Regions from separate parts of the Mus musculus genome. Here region 1 is linked to region 2. Evidence: chromatin contacts called from public HiCAR-type data. All regions are on one chromosome and are shown on one strand. The core of a region is the stretch at or near the end of the contact, and the rest is flanking DNA. Distances in the headings are between cores, read along the strand shown. Region 1 holds the start of Khdrbs3 (KH domain containing, RNA binding, signal transduction associated 3). Region 2 holds the start of Ccn4 (cellular communication network factor 4).

The links. HiCAR-type assays count read pairs that join an accessible place to other places.
Region 1: a HiCAR-type map of astrocytes shows a contact between it and region 2, with 2.6 times the contacts expected there. The contact joins the promoter of Khdrbs3 here to the promoter of Ccn4 in region 2. A contact is called at or near these places in 1 of 39 promoter capture datasets (hippocampal neurons) and 1 of 115 datasets of contacts at active chromatin or transcription factors (astrocytes).

Annotation. Positions count from the first base shown.
Region 1 is chr15:68,925,245-68,931,823 of GRCm38.p6, reverse strand. Khdrbs3 (KH domain containing, RNA binding, signal transduction associated 3) reads right to left here and starts at 3,404. Exons shown (of 9, transcript NM_010158.2): 1 at 2,991-3,404. The coding sequence starts at 3,078.
Region 2 is chr15:66,886,619-66,892,683 of GRCm38.p6, reverse strand. Ccn4 (cellular communication network factor 4) reads right to left here and starts at 1,315. Exons shown (of 5, transcript NM_018865.3): 1 at 1,050-1,315. The coding sequence starts at 1,118. It overlaps Gm46514 (a long non-coding RNA gene), which reads left to right and starts at 1,353. Exons shown (of 3, transcript XR_001781648.2): 1 at 1,353-1,424.

The DNA of each region.
Region 1 (6,579 bases), core at 2,155-4,654, 2.0 Mb before region 2:
ACTCGGTAACTCGTGCCCACCATGAGCCACCGGCCTGGACAAAAGGCAGCCGAGTACCTGCATTGGCAGAGGTCTCACCTGATGGCTGCCTGCACCAGTCCTTACTTAAAGACTGTAGCAACAGTGATAACTCAACCAGGACGCTGATCGATGTTTATGAATACCGCATTCTGAAATAACTACGTCTCATTTATAATCTGTCTCATTATTGTACGGTGCTGATTACTAAACTAAAATACTGGTCATGGGAGGGCTTTAATTCACAGGTGCCTTGGCCTGGGAATTAAATCCTTCAGAAGTCTACAATGGAGGTCTGCTTCTTCAAAATGCAGAAAGAGCCCCCTGTCTCCTACAGCAGCATCAATCCTTCTAAGGGACATAGTAATTCCCTCTCTTACATTAAACTAACCAGGGACAATCATATTCACTGTACTGATTTCAACGGTAGTTTAAATGGACATACCAGAAGAGTTCATTTCATCTCTTGGGGGAAAGTCACATGTAGAAAGAAGAATGTCTTTCAAGACAGAAGATGTGGGTTCAAATTAATTCTCAGTACCTACAGGCTGACATGCAGCAGGGGTCCCAGCAACCTCTGGGAAAGCACTGATTGTCTTGCATCCGGGGCTGGAACTGTGAGGATGGAACTAGACAGCAAGTCTTCAAGTGCCGTGGAAACTTTGTAAATCCTGTGCAAAACCCTAAGGACCGTGAGCTCTGGGGACATTAGCTGCGGAGTCTCTCTCGCATGCCACACCATAGTAAAAAATCATCTCAGTATCGACCATCCCCACCTGTGGGAGATTCCAGCATAACCTCTAAAAAGACTTTCTTTGTAGTAAATAACATGCTGTCATATAACCAGGAAAAGGGGTGGCTATCAGATTTCAAATAAAACTTTACCAAAAATCACCCAAATGCTGACTTCAGACCTGATAGTTTGATAGTTTTTTTTTTAAAGCCCTTGTAATGTTGGAGTTACGTAACCGACCATAATTAATATTTCAAATGACAGAGCACCGTGTTCTGGGTATCAGGCTCCATCTCAAGTGATGCAAAAGCTCACAGTAACAGAAGCACTCTGGCAGCAGAGCATCCTTCGCCGTTAAGAAATGTACTTCTTACAAGAATTACAGTCCGGATGAAAAGCAAGGCAACCGAGTTCAAAGCCAAACAAGCCAAAAAAAAACAAAAAAACAAAAAAACAAAAACCACCTCCCACAGTGTCTGGTTCAAGGAATGGAGCCACTACTAACGCCAGCAGACACAGGAACCGATGGAACTGTGAGCATCTGAACAGCACACGGTACGACAACACGACACAGGAAAACAACCCAGACTTTTAAAAGAACTCCTTACCCTTTGAAACCAGTCTCAAACTTGGGAGTCCGACCCAAGTTTGACTTGGTCTCTTCACCCGGAAAAAACGTACTTGGTTCTGACCATTTCTAATCCGCTGATCTCACACGTTGTACAAAGAAATTTCTTACAGAGATGAGAGCCCAGCAAGAAGCCAAAGCTAGACATAAAGATCGGGAGTGGGTAGTACAAACCTAACTGCAGGGACCTAACTACAAGACTGCTCAGAAGGACCGGGCAGCAAAACTTAAAATTCCTTTCCACTAATTTAAGACTGAACAACGCCCATGACTTTTTTCACAAGCTCCGGTATATTAAAGAAATCAAAATAAGCATGCCACTAACCATTAACGGGAGAGGCTGGCAAGCATATTTCTGTTCAAAGAAGCTTCACTTCTTGGAGAAAGTAATTCTCTCCACACCACCCCCACAGGAGGACAACAGCCTAATCCTGACAACTGTCTACAATAGGCAAGTAACAGAGGTCGTGGTTCTAAAACATAGGTGTCTACACACAAATAGAATATGTCTGCCTCATCTTTCTCTCCCAACAATAAGAGTCAGGACCAGCGCTGTGAACAGCATACCCCCAATAGGATCCACTAGACAAAGTGATTCATAAAAATGGTTACAGATCTGACCAGATAATGTTTCTGTCATATCCCTTAAAAAGAAGTATGGAAAAGGAGAGGGGTGAAAAAAAAAAAAAAAAAGAACCAGAGGTTCCCAGACCATCTTCCTCTGAAACATGAACCATGCTGGACCCGGGTGTCGCAGATAGATCCGGTAAAGGCAGGCTTCATTTACCTTCCATCCCAACAGATGATTCAGGAAGCCAGAGGAGAAGTAAACCTGAAGAATACTGTCCTGGGTAGGCGTGCCTCCATAAACCCCAGTGTCCCTGTCCTTGGCACTTCCCGGTTCCTTTTACCACCCGCGCTGGTTGGAGGAGTGTGAAAAATGGCACAGGCGGGTGGATCGTTTGGCAATGTGTTCAACCCTAAGCCTGACACCAATGAGGGTCACCCGACCAGCTTGTCTCAAGAAGAGAAAAGAGCGAGCAAGAACTGGCTCTCTGGCGGGCCTCCTCTACCAAACTGAGACCTTCAAGGGCCGCCTGCCTGCCAGGCTGGCATGAGTGCCCGCCCCCAGGAACAGCAAACTGCCCAGCCGGCGGCCGCCTAGGCACACACAGAAAAACCGTGGGAGAGAAGCTGGGCTCCTCCCTCGGGGCCGCTGGAGTCCTCCCCTCTATCGTGCTTGGAGGATCTGACCCTAAACCTCTTCCAAGGTCCCCAAACTTCACTAACAAACCAAGCACCTGTTCCCTTCACCTCCTGCGCAGCAGATTCGCCCAAGCCCATCCTTATCCCTGATGCGCTTTCTTGCAGCTCCTTAGATACCCCAAACACCCCAGGTCCCAGGGCGTCCCACTCTCTTTCTCTCTGGTGGACTCATCCAGGACCAGTCCAGACACAGGCTCCTACACGCTCTCTGTCCTCCTCCCAGAAGTTTCCCCTGGGTCCACCAGGGTCCCCAAGGAAGAGACTCCAGTCCCTTGCTGATGTCGGGCCTCCTCCCTCCTCTCCGGAGCCGGCTACGCGGGTGCCGTTAACGGCCGCCGAGCTCACCTCGGTTCACCAAGCGCAGGGCGTGCGTGAAGGAGGGGTCCAGAGAGTCCTTCTCCGCCATCAGCTCCGGCAGGTACTTCTCCTCCATGCTCGCCGGCCGCCGGGCCCGCTTCTCCGCCCCGCGGCGCGCGCGCGCCAGCCGCCCCGCAGCCCGAGCCGCCCGCCCCCGGCGGCGCGGACCCCGCCAGGCGCCTCGGCGGCTAAGCCGGGCGGGCGGCCGGGCGGCGGCGGCGGCTCGGGGCGGGCGGCGGCCGCTCAGCCCGGCCCCGTGGAGCCCCAGATCACCGCGCTGCGGGCCGCGGGCTGCAAGGCGGCGGGATGAGCGAAGAGAGCGGGCTGGAAAGCCGAGGAGCGCTGGCCAGTCTTGCTCGCCGGCTGCGACGATGCCTTGCTCTGCCACGACCCGCCCCGCGCGCCACCCCGCGCGCTCTGAGCCGCCGCGCAGTGCCCCGCGCCCTCCCCGCCCCGCCCGCCGCGCCTGCGCGCTATGCTGACCGCCCGGCGCGCGCCGCCTCGTGGGGGCACTGGGACTGCGCGGGCCCGCAGCGGGGACATTGTAGGGGCGCTTCCGGTCCCTAGATCAGGGGTCTCCATCCAGGGCTCCCCGATGAGCGTCTGTAAGCTGTCCAGCATTGCCTTGTATGTGCAGTCTGGGAAACTGAGGCTCATGGGTCAAGTGGCGCGTCCAAGGTCACCCGTCCTAGCCAGAAGGGACAAGGGCAGAGCCTTTGGAGCCCAGGTTCATACTGCCAGGCTCTGGGAACAGGCAGTGCGACCAGACTCCTGGTTTGCCAAAGCACCACGAACTTGCCCAACTTAGGTCGCTTTGCTGTCCGCTGCTATTTGTACGAAAATACCGCCGGGCAGGACTTAAAACGCCAGCCTCCTGAGACCCTTGGCGCAGAAGTCGGTTACATAAAAGCGCCTGCCCTTCAGACTGTCTTTGTCTTCCGAGACTTGCTCCGTGTTGCCCTTCTCCTTATATGGTGGTGTCTGGACGTGGATGAATGAGTCTCTCTAAACTGTCTCCAGTAGGGAACCTACCACACCACGCATGGTGGTGATGTCTTCTGTCGCCCTCCGACAGGCAACCAGACCCCAGCAAATGCTCTCCTAGGCTCCTTTTAGATCCTCTGAGGTGTGTGGAATAAATGTCTCACACTAGACCAAGGACTCCTGAGTCCCTGTTCAGAGGATATCATAACCCCAACCTCGATAACCAGAGTCCCTTGACAGTGCTCAAGACTTCCCTAGAAAAACCTTAATTGCTTCGTTTTTTTCCTCTCCCTGTACTCTAAAGCCCTTCACAGAACTACAACTCCGCTTTCACTAGCCTAGGGCTATCTTGGGGAACAGCAAATTTTGTCTGAGGGAGAGGTCTCTAACACCTGTTGTCAGGGACGGATGTGGAGAGAGCGCCAGAACAGTGTGCTGAAGGAATCCCCCAAGCACCTGATCCCTTTTCCAGCCTTGTGTGGACTTGGTTGCAGGTTAGGTACTACTGTAGCGTCCCCGACAACAACCTCCCCCTTGTCTCTCTTTAGTCAGAACTGGCAAGTGGCAGTAAAATACAGTGGTTAACTAGTTCTGACCTTTTAGCAAACTTAGGTCATTTGTGCCTCAGTCTCTTCATCTATCCTATGGAGATGAGAAAAGATTATTTCTTAGGAACCTCATAAGGATGTACTATTTCACAATCACCAGGCACAAAATGAAAGCCAGACTGTTCTGTGGCAGTCTCCCTCGCATGGCTGCTTTCTGAGGCAGAAGCTTCGAAAGGCAGCAGGCAACACCATCTGTGTGCTCCTTGATGCTGAAGACAGAGCACAACCCCAGCAGAGCAAGCTCATAAGGGTAGATCCTGCTTCTGACCCTGAGCCCCATGCCGGTCTGGCCATGCAGTGTGGCCCAAGTCTGAGCCTCACATCTGGCCCCCCAAGAACTATGTTATGTCAGCAGTCCCTGACATAACATAGTTCTTGGGGGGCCAGATGTGAGGCAGTTGGGGAGTTCTTAAGGGAAGGTTTTTCTCCCTTTACATCTAAATAGAAGCACATGCCTCTTGCTCTAGTCTCCCTAGACTTGAATTCCAGGGATCCTCTGACAAACACTACTGAGGAGAAGAGGCAGGCAGAGTGCCTGGTGAAACAGCGCTCCCTGCCCCGTGTCTTCCATTTTCTGCCTCGGTAGTAGTCTAAACTTTCACTGATGAGTATCTTTATTAAGCAGTTACTAATTATCTTTATTAAGCATTTACTAATTATCTTTATTATGAGCATTTACTAAGTGCCAAGCTGCTCTGGCAGCTTTATACATCGTCCTCTTGATACCTGCAGGAAAGATTCAGTTTATCACCATTTACTCATCAAGAAATCTCCAAGGCTGAGGAATTTTATACTTTGCCAACTGTGCCACCACTGGCAAGCTGAGATTCCAGGCCCTCCTAGTCTGAACCCTTCCCACACCTAACCCTTTCCCGGGTAGTGATCTGAGCCTGATTAGATCTCTGTCCCTCCTCCAGTGGTGCTTTTGGCAGAGATGTCCCGCCAGCAGCTGGGGAGGAGGACTGTGTACCATGAGGCCTACAACAGAGATGCTAACGCGCCTGCTCTGGACCCTCCTCCTCACAGAACTCTCCAAGTGGGCAGGTGCCCAGCCCTGTGAGTGCTCATGCTGGGTCCTCTAGGGGAGAAGACTGATGTTCCTGTAAGAGGCTCAGAAAATCGTCCCCACCCACCAGTCTGGCTGGACCATAAGATCCAGGGCAGGGCACCACCTCCATGTTTTGCTGGCTACTCTGCTGTTCTTCATGAAGTTACCATCCCATGGGTGATGGGTCTTGGAGAAAGTAATAGCTCCCCTGCAGACATCAGCCGGCAGTGATATAAATTCAAGCCTTTGGGATTCTAGGCCAGAGATCTCTCTAGAATACCCTGCTCTGGCCAAGCACTTCCTGTGGACTGAGACTGCTCTGGATTTAGAAGCAAAAGATGTCTTCTCCAATGGCACCTCTGGACAAGGGCACAAGGGCACTGTTGGCTTTACACAAGGCTTTACATCTCCTGTCCACACTCCATGGAGTCCCTCAGCTGGCATAAGGGAACATAACTACCTTTCCAAGTCATTGTCTTGACTCTCAGTCCCAGAGATGCAAGGAGTATCTCCCAAGCCACTGTTACCCATCATTCCAGGCTACCAGAAGGAGCACAGCCAAGTCTCTGCAACCCCAGAGGGATAGTTGTCATTTTATAATCTCCGCCGACTTCCAGGCCTTCTTTCCCAGGGAGAGACAGACCCTTGGCCTCTGACATCAGCTCCAGTGAATCACACACACTGCTGCTGTGCCTGACACCATCAGGGCATGCTCCAATCACAGCCAGTGTCTGTGAGCTAGTTTTCTTCTATATAAGGATTGCTACCCACATTACAAACTTCCCTTTGAATGTGTAAGAGATATGAGCCCTATGTTACATTCTCATGAGTGGAAAAGTTCAAATCTCATTCTGGCCCCCATATCCCTTACTTACTAGCTACCAATCTTTCCCCAGCAAGCATTATCTCTGAGCACCGGGAAAGGGTCAGTTAAGAT
Region 2 (6,065 bases), core at 66-2,565:
TTGTGAATAGAGCTGGTAATCTTTCTTGTCGTAGGGTTAGATGCTATCATGAACAAGCATCGTGCACAGGCTAGAGGACTTGGGTACAAATTGCACATGTTCATTGTCTCCACGTAACACCTCAAGGTGCCTGTTACCCAGTCCCAGACATGTCTAGTTCTGAGCTTCAGTGGAAATGGACTGAGTTCCTGTGCTCACAGGCAGATTGCTGTACCGTAACTCCAAGTCTCCTGGAATACGCATGTTAGCACCCCAAAGAAGTTCTTGGTATAACTCAGTGTCAGTGTCAGCCTTTGTCTTTGGCCCTCATGTGGCAACCTCAGACTCAGCAGCTGCCCAGCAGCTCACCCTGCTGCTGGAAGCTGCCTCCCTTCTGTTCAGCTGCCCACATCACTCACTGCCCCTAGCAGCTTGCCCTCTTGCCCAGCCACCCCCGGCTTTGCTCCAGCAGGCTTCCCTGCTTTGCCACGTGTCTCCTTCCCTGTCTCTGGAAGGTGCAAACTGATGTCCCTCTCTCCAGGACCCAGATGCCTTCTGGAAATGGCAGGACAGGAACAGACCATGGAGGGTCACAAGGTGCTCATGGTGGTAAACCCAAACCTTGCTTGCTTGGTGGAGATTTGCTAAAAGCTGGCGTGCTCCTTCACATCTTGTCCTGGGGTTTCTTAGCACCTCTCTTTGGGGGACCTCAGATGCTCCGAGTCCTGGAGTTTTTAAACTGGTAGGCTCTGGATGTTCTTAGCAACCCCTCATTTTATGCTGCTTTGAATTCGTGAGTGACCCACCCAAGATCACAGGGCCAGTCCAGGGTGCAGATCCCCAGGCCCTTATTTTGTTGTATATTGTCTGTGAATATAGGAAACAGGGTGTCTCTCTCAAGGGATGCGCCTTCTGCCCCACTCCACCACCTTCTTCAGACTCAAGAATCTCTCTCCTCCCGCTGTTCATTATTCCAACCCACCTTGTCTTGACCCCCCAGTCCCTCGGGCCTCAGAACCAGGCAGGAAGGGATCAGGTCCCCTCACTGATCCCTTCTAAGCAGGACTCACCGTGGCCAGGATGTTGCCCACCCTCAGGACTGCCACGGCTGCCAGCGTCCAGGGCAGGAGCCACCTCATGCCTGGAAGTCAGCGTCACAGGAGCTACGGCTCAGCCCAGAGGATGCGGATGCCTCTCCAGGGAGCTGGGCCAGGACTGGGCTGGCCCATCAGAGCAGCGGAGAGCCTTCCTCAGCCCCCGGGGGCGTTTGTCAAAGCGACATCTGACGTCAGGCCAACAGACTAGCCCTGCATTTTCCTCTAAAAAAACTTTTTCTGCTACTCTCCCCCTCTCTCTTTTTCTTTCCTCTGTCCCCACCTCCAGCCCAGCTTGGCCAGCCTCCCCGCTCTGACAGCTCTTAAAGGGAAAGTCCCAGACTCCACAGGGTAAGGTGAATGAATTCTCACCCAGCATCCTCCACGCTCTAGGAGGGCTCAGGCTCTCCGGACAGGAGGGAGGAAACAGAAGGGTGCGGGCTGGAGGTAGGGAAGGTAGAGGCATTGTGAGGACTTTGAGAGGGCTCTGGGGATGGGGGTGGGGTGGGAGGACTTGCATCTCACTTAGCTCTTCCCTGTGCTAGCCTTTCTTCACTGTCTCCCCACCTCTGAGTCAGAGGCAAGCAAAAAAGGTTCTTATTCCAGCCAGAAATGACAAGAATTTATCACTGACACGCCTGGAGGTGCGATCTGTCAGCAGGGTCTGCCCTGCTCCTCAAGGCCATACCCACTGGTTCAGTTCCTCTCCCAGCCAGGCTGCTCTGCCAGGGATCCTCAGTCCATTAGCCTGTCTTCAGTGTCTTTGAATATTTTTTATTCTTGGAAGGACAGAACTCCTGGCCTTGGTTCTTTCCAGACCCTAGTCAAAGAAATCTCAAGTTTGCATAACAAAGAGATGGCAGGGTGGGGGTGTGTGGGGGTGGGAGTTGGGGGGTTTGGGGGATGGGGAGGAATCTTTTGAGGACCCAGATCTATAGCCTCTGCATCTTCTCAAGGGTGCTGTTCAGTCTCCTGTCTCAGATTCCCCTGTTCCCTTGCTCTCCTGTTCCTGCATCTCAGAAAAACCAGAGTGGTTCTCAGCCTGGCATTATGGACAATGAAGGTCATCTCCTAGGTACTGCCAGCCAGTGCCTGTCCTATGTTCTTCTCTTCGTCCAGACTCCATGGCACCTGCTCACTGCTGCCTGTCCCCTACCAAGTATGAAGTTTTCCTTCTGTGCACAAACCACTCCCCTCTCGTGTTTCCTGGTAGCTCAGTGTTGCTGCTTGTTTGGGGGATGCTGTCTGTTTGGAGCTGCAGTGGCTGTACCCACTGAAATCATTTTATTCCCCTCTCGGTCCACCCTCTGACTACCACACATCCCATACCTCCTTCCTGCCCCCCCCCATCTCCATGAGGATGTCTCCACCCCCTACCCCCACTCCACCAGACCTCTAAATTCCCTGGGGCCTCCAGTCTCTTGAGGGGTTAGTTGCATCTTCTCTGATTAAATCCAGACCCAGCAGTCCTCTGCTTTATATTTGTTGGGGGCTTCATATCAGCTGGTGCATGCTGCCTGGTTGGTGGTCCAGTAACTGAGAGATCTAGGGGATCCACATGAATTGAGGCTGTTTGGGGACCTCATTTCTTGAGAGAGAGAGGGGCGAGGGGGAGAGGAAGAGGGAGAGGGAGAGGGGGAGGGGGAGGGAGGGAGAGAGAGAGAGAGAGAGGTAGAGAGAGAGAGAGAGAGAGAGAGAGAGAGAGAGAGAGAGAGAGATTCATGTGATGGCTGGAACTGAAGCAGCCATTTTGGTATAAGAACAAGCCCCTGAGACTGATGAAAAGATCTGGGTTCCTGGGAGTTTATCTTCTTATTGAACCAAATATGAAATGAATCAGCAACTCATGGCCTTAGTCATAGCTATTTGGATATTTTGTTCTTTGGAGCCAATCCATATTAACTGATGTTTGAGTACCTAAGGGAATTATATATGCAAAATGCAAAACCAGGCAGGGATGTGGAACCAGGAGACTAACCACCTCAACAGCTTGTCGTTTTTTTCTGCTCATTAACTCTTCAATTGGTTCTGTAGCTGGAACATGGCAAAGCCAGCATGCTAGCAGGTAACATTAAAGAAGTTTCCCCAAATACTGGGACCAGTGAATCATTTACGGCCACTTGGCAGAAAGCAGGCATAGACACGTACCCTTCAGCTGGGGTGACTGGCAGGCACATGTCTCTGGCAACTTCTCAACAGTTGTTCTTTAAAAACAAACAAACACTTAAACGATCTATCTTTGGGGAAATTGAGGCTCAGAGAACAGAAGTCTAACAAGCATCTTAGAGTAAACAGCATAAATTCTGAGTATAAATTCTCATGGTATAAGTGGGGCTTTGACCCATGTTGAGGGCAGGTGCCATAGCCTTCTTTGATCTCTACTTCAGCCACTTCTTCCTAAAATATGGCTCCTGACAGCTGCCTCATATCTGTCATGTGTGACTTTCAAGTCTTAACTCCATCTGGCTCCTTTAGTGAGAGGCGCGGGAATACCTTCAATTCCCCAAAGCAGACCCAGATAGACTCTTAGCTTTTAGGAGTCACTCAGGATGTGGGACTGAGGACTCATTCTCTGGCTATCTCCGTACCTGACATCATTCCCACGTGACTATTCCCATGGACCAGGGCTTTCTGAAGAGAACTGGGTTGAATTCCTGCTTCCTGACACTTTCAGCTGGGTGGCCTTGGAGAACTCACATGAGTTCTCTGTGCTCTGGCTTCCTTCTTGTGGCTCCTGGCCCTGAGAAAGTGGAGTGAGTGTGTGTGTGTGTGTGTGTGTGTGTGTGTGTGTGTTACACTTGTAGGCGAGAGTAACGCAGAGCACATGCTCAGTAGGCCCCTTCTCTAACCCCTGCTTCAGAATGTTCTCCATCTTTTTGGCCCCTGTCCTGGTAATACTCCCATGGTGGGAAGCTGACCTAGGGCATTTCTGTGCCCCATTCCCTCAGCCCTCCACACATATACAGGTCCCAGAAGGACTGTGTTTGCCTGTCCCCTTGTTTCTTTCAAAGCTCTGCTTTCTACTTTATCTCAGAAAAGGTATCTGTACTGGCTGCCACGGCAGTCGGGCAGGCAGGAGGTGTCCTGGCAGATCTCCCGGAGCAGCTGTAAATAATAAATAAATTCCAAAGAGGAGATGGGGGAAGGGCTCACAGACTAGGGTCAGAGAAGAGCATTCCTCCACCAGGCAGCAAGGCTGGGCTGACCAGGGCCAGATGCACATTAGATTCCAGACTCAGTCTCAGGACCAAGTACCCTGAGGCTCCAAGGCTGACATCTGCATTAGATCTGCTCACAGCCTGTTTGCCATTTATCCTTCCTATGAACATGTTGGGAGCCCACACTGTGTGCAGGTGTCAGAGGCCCAGATCTATGCAGGCCCTGGCTGGGCTTTTAAGCATGCACATTGGTGGTGGCATTGCTGCTCTGGGATGTTACCCTGAGTGGTAGTCGGTGGATTGAGCTGTTGGGCACAGACTCCACCTCCTTTCTTGGGACCCAAGGGACAATGCACCCTGGACCATACTACCACCGTGTACTCACAGTGCCTCTGTGGATGGTGCCGTCCTTTTTGGGAGGGTCTCCTAATCCCTTTAATGGCTGCAGCCAAGGGATGCTGGGCATGAGTTTTATGGGCCCTTGCCCTCTTATGTGTTTTGGGGTCCAACAGGGTCTCTGCCCAATATTTTATTCTGTGCTTGGGCCCTTGGTTCTAGTCACAGTGATCTGAGCTGGGCACAAGATGACTGCTGTCGGCCACCAGGGATACATTCGTCCTTTTGAATCTCTATGCTTCTGTGGCCTGGCCTTGTCTTGCATGCAGTAGGCACTCAATAGATGTTTGTTATAAGAAAAAAGCGGGGCTAGATAGATAGCTCAGTTGGTCAAGTATTTGCTATATGCAAGCCTGAGGACCTGAGTTCAATCCCCAAAACCAATGTTAAAAAGCCAGTCATGGTAGCATAAGATTTTATTCTCAACATGGGGGAGGTGGGGGAGGTAAGGACTGGTGAAACCCTGGTACTCACTGATCATCCAGTCTAGGTTAAGCTGTGAGCTCCAGGCTCAGAGACTTGTGTTAATTGCCTTTTTTTTTTTCTTTCTGTGAGATGTTGTTCTATCTTCGAGAAACAACTTGAGGAAGAAAGGGTTTGTTTTGGCTCACAACTACAGAGTACAGCACATCACCAGGAGGAAGCCATTGGGGCTGGAGCCCTAGGGAGCTGGTCATATCAAATACACAGTCAGGAAGCACAAACAAGTGCATGCTGGTGTTCATCTTGCTTGCTCCCTTTCATTCAGTCTGAGACCCCAGCCAATGGAATGGTGCTATCCACAGATACGTGGGCCTTCACTCCTCAATTAGCCAAACCTGGATAATCCTCCCAAGACATGCCCAGAGGCCTGCTCCTCGGTGCTTCTAGATCCTTTTGAACTGACAGCATTAATTACCATAGACCCTGTCCCCAAAACAGCTCTTGAGGAATGACACCAGAGGTTGACCTTTGGCTTCTATGTCTTAGTCAGGGTTTCTATTCCTGGCCAAAACATCATGACCAAGAAGCAAGTTGGGGAGGAAAGGGTTTATTCAGCTTACACTTCCATACTGCTGTTCATGGATGTCAGGACTGGAACTCAAGCAGGTCAGGAAGCAGGAGCTGATGCTGAGGCCATGGAGGGATGTTGTTTACTGGCTTGCCTCCCCTGGCTTGCTCAGCCTGCTCTCTTATAGAACCCAAGACTATCAGCCCAGAGTTGGCACCACCCACAAGGGGACCACCCCGATTGATCACTAATTGAGAAAATGCCTTACAGCTGGATCTCATGGAGGCACTTCCTCAACTGAAGCTCCTTTCTCTGTGATAGCTCCAGTCTGTGTCAAGTTGATACACAAAACCAGCCAGTACACTTCTATAATTGCACGTGCACAGACAGACAGACAGACAAACACACAAACACATACACACATACAGGAATGTACACATATGCTGG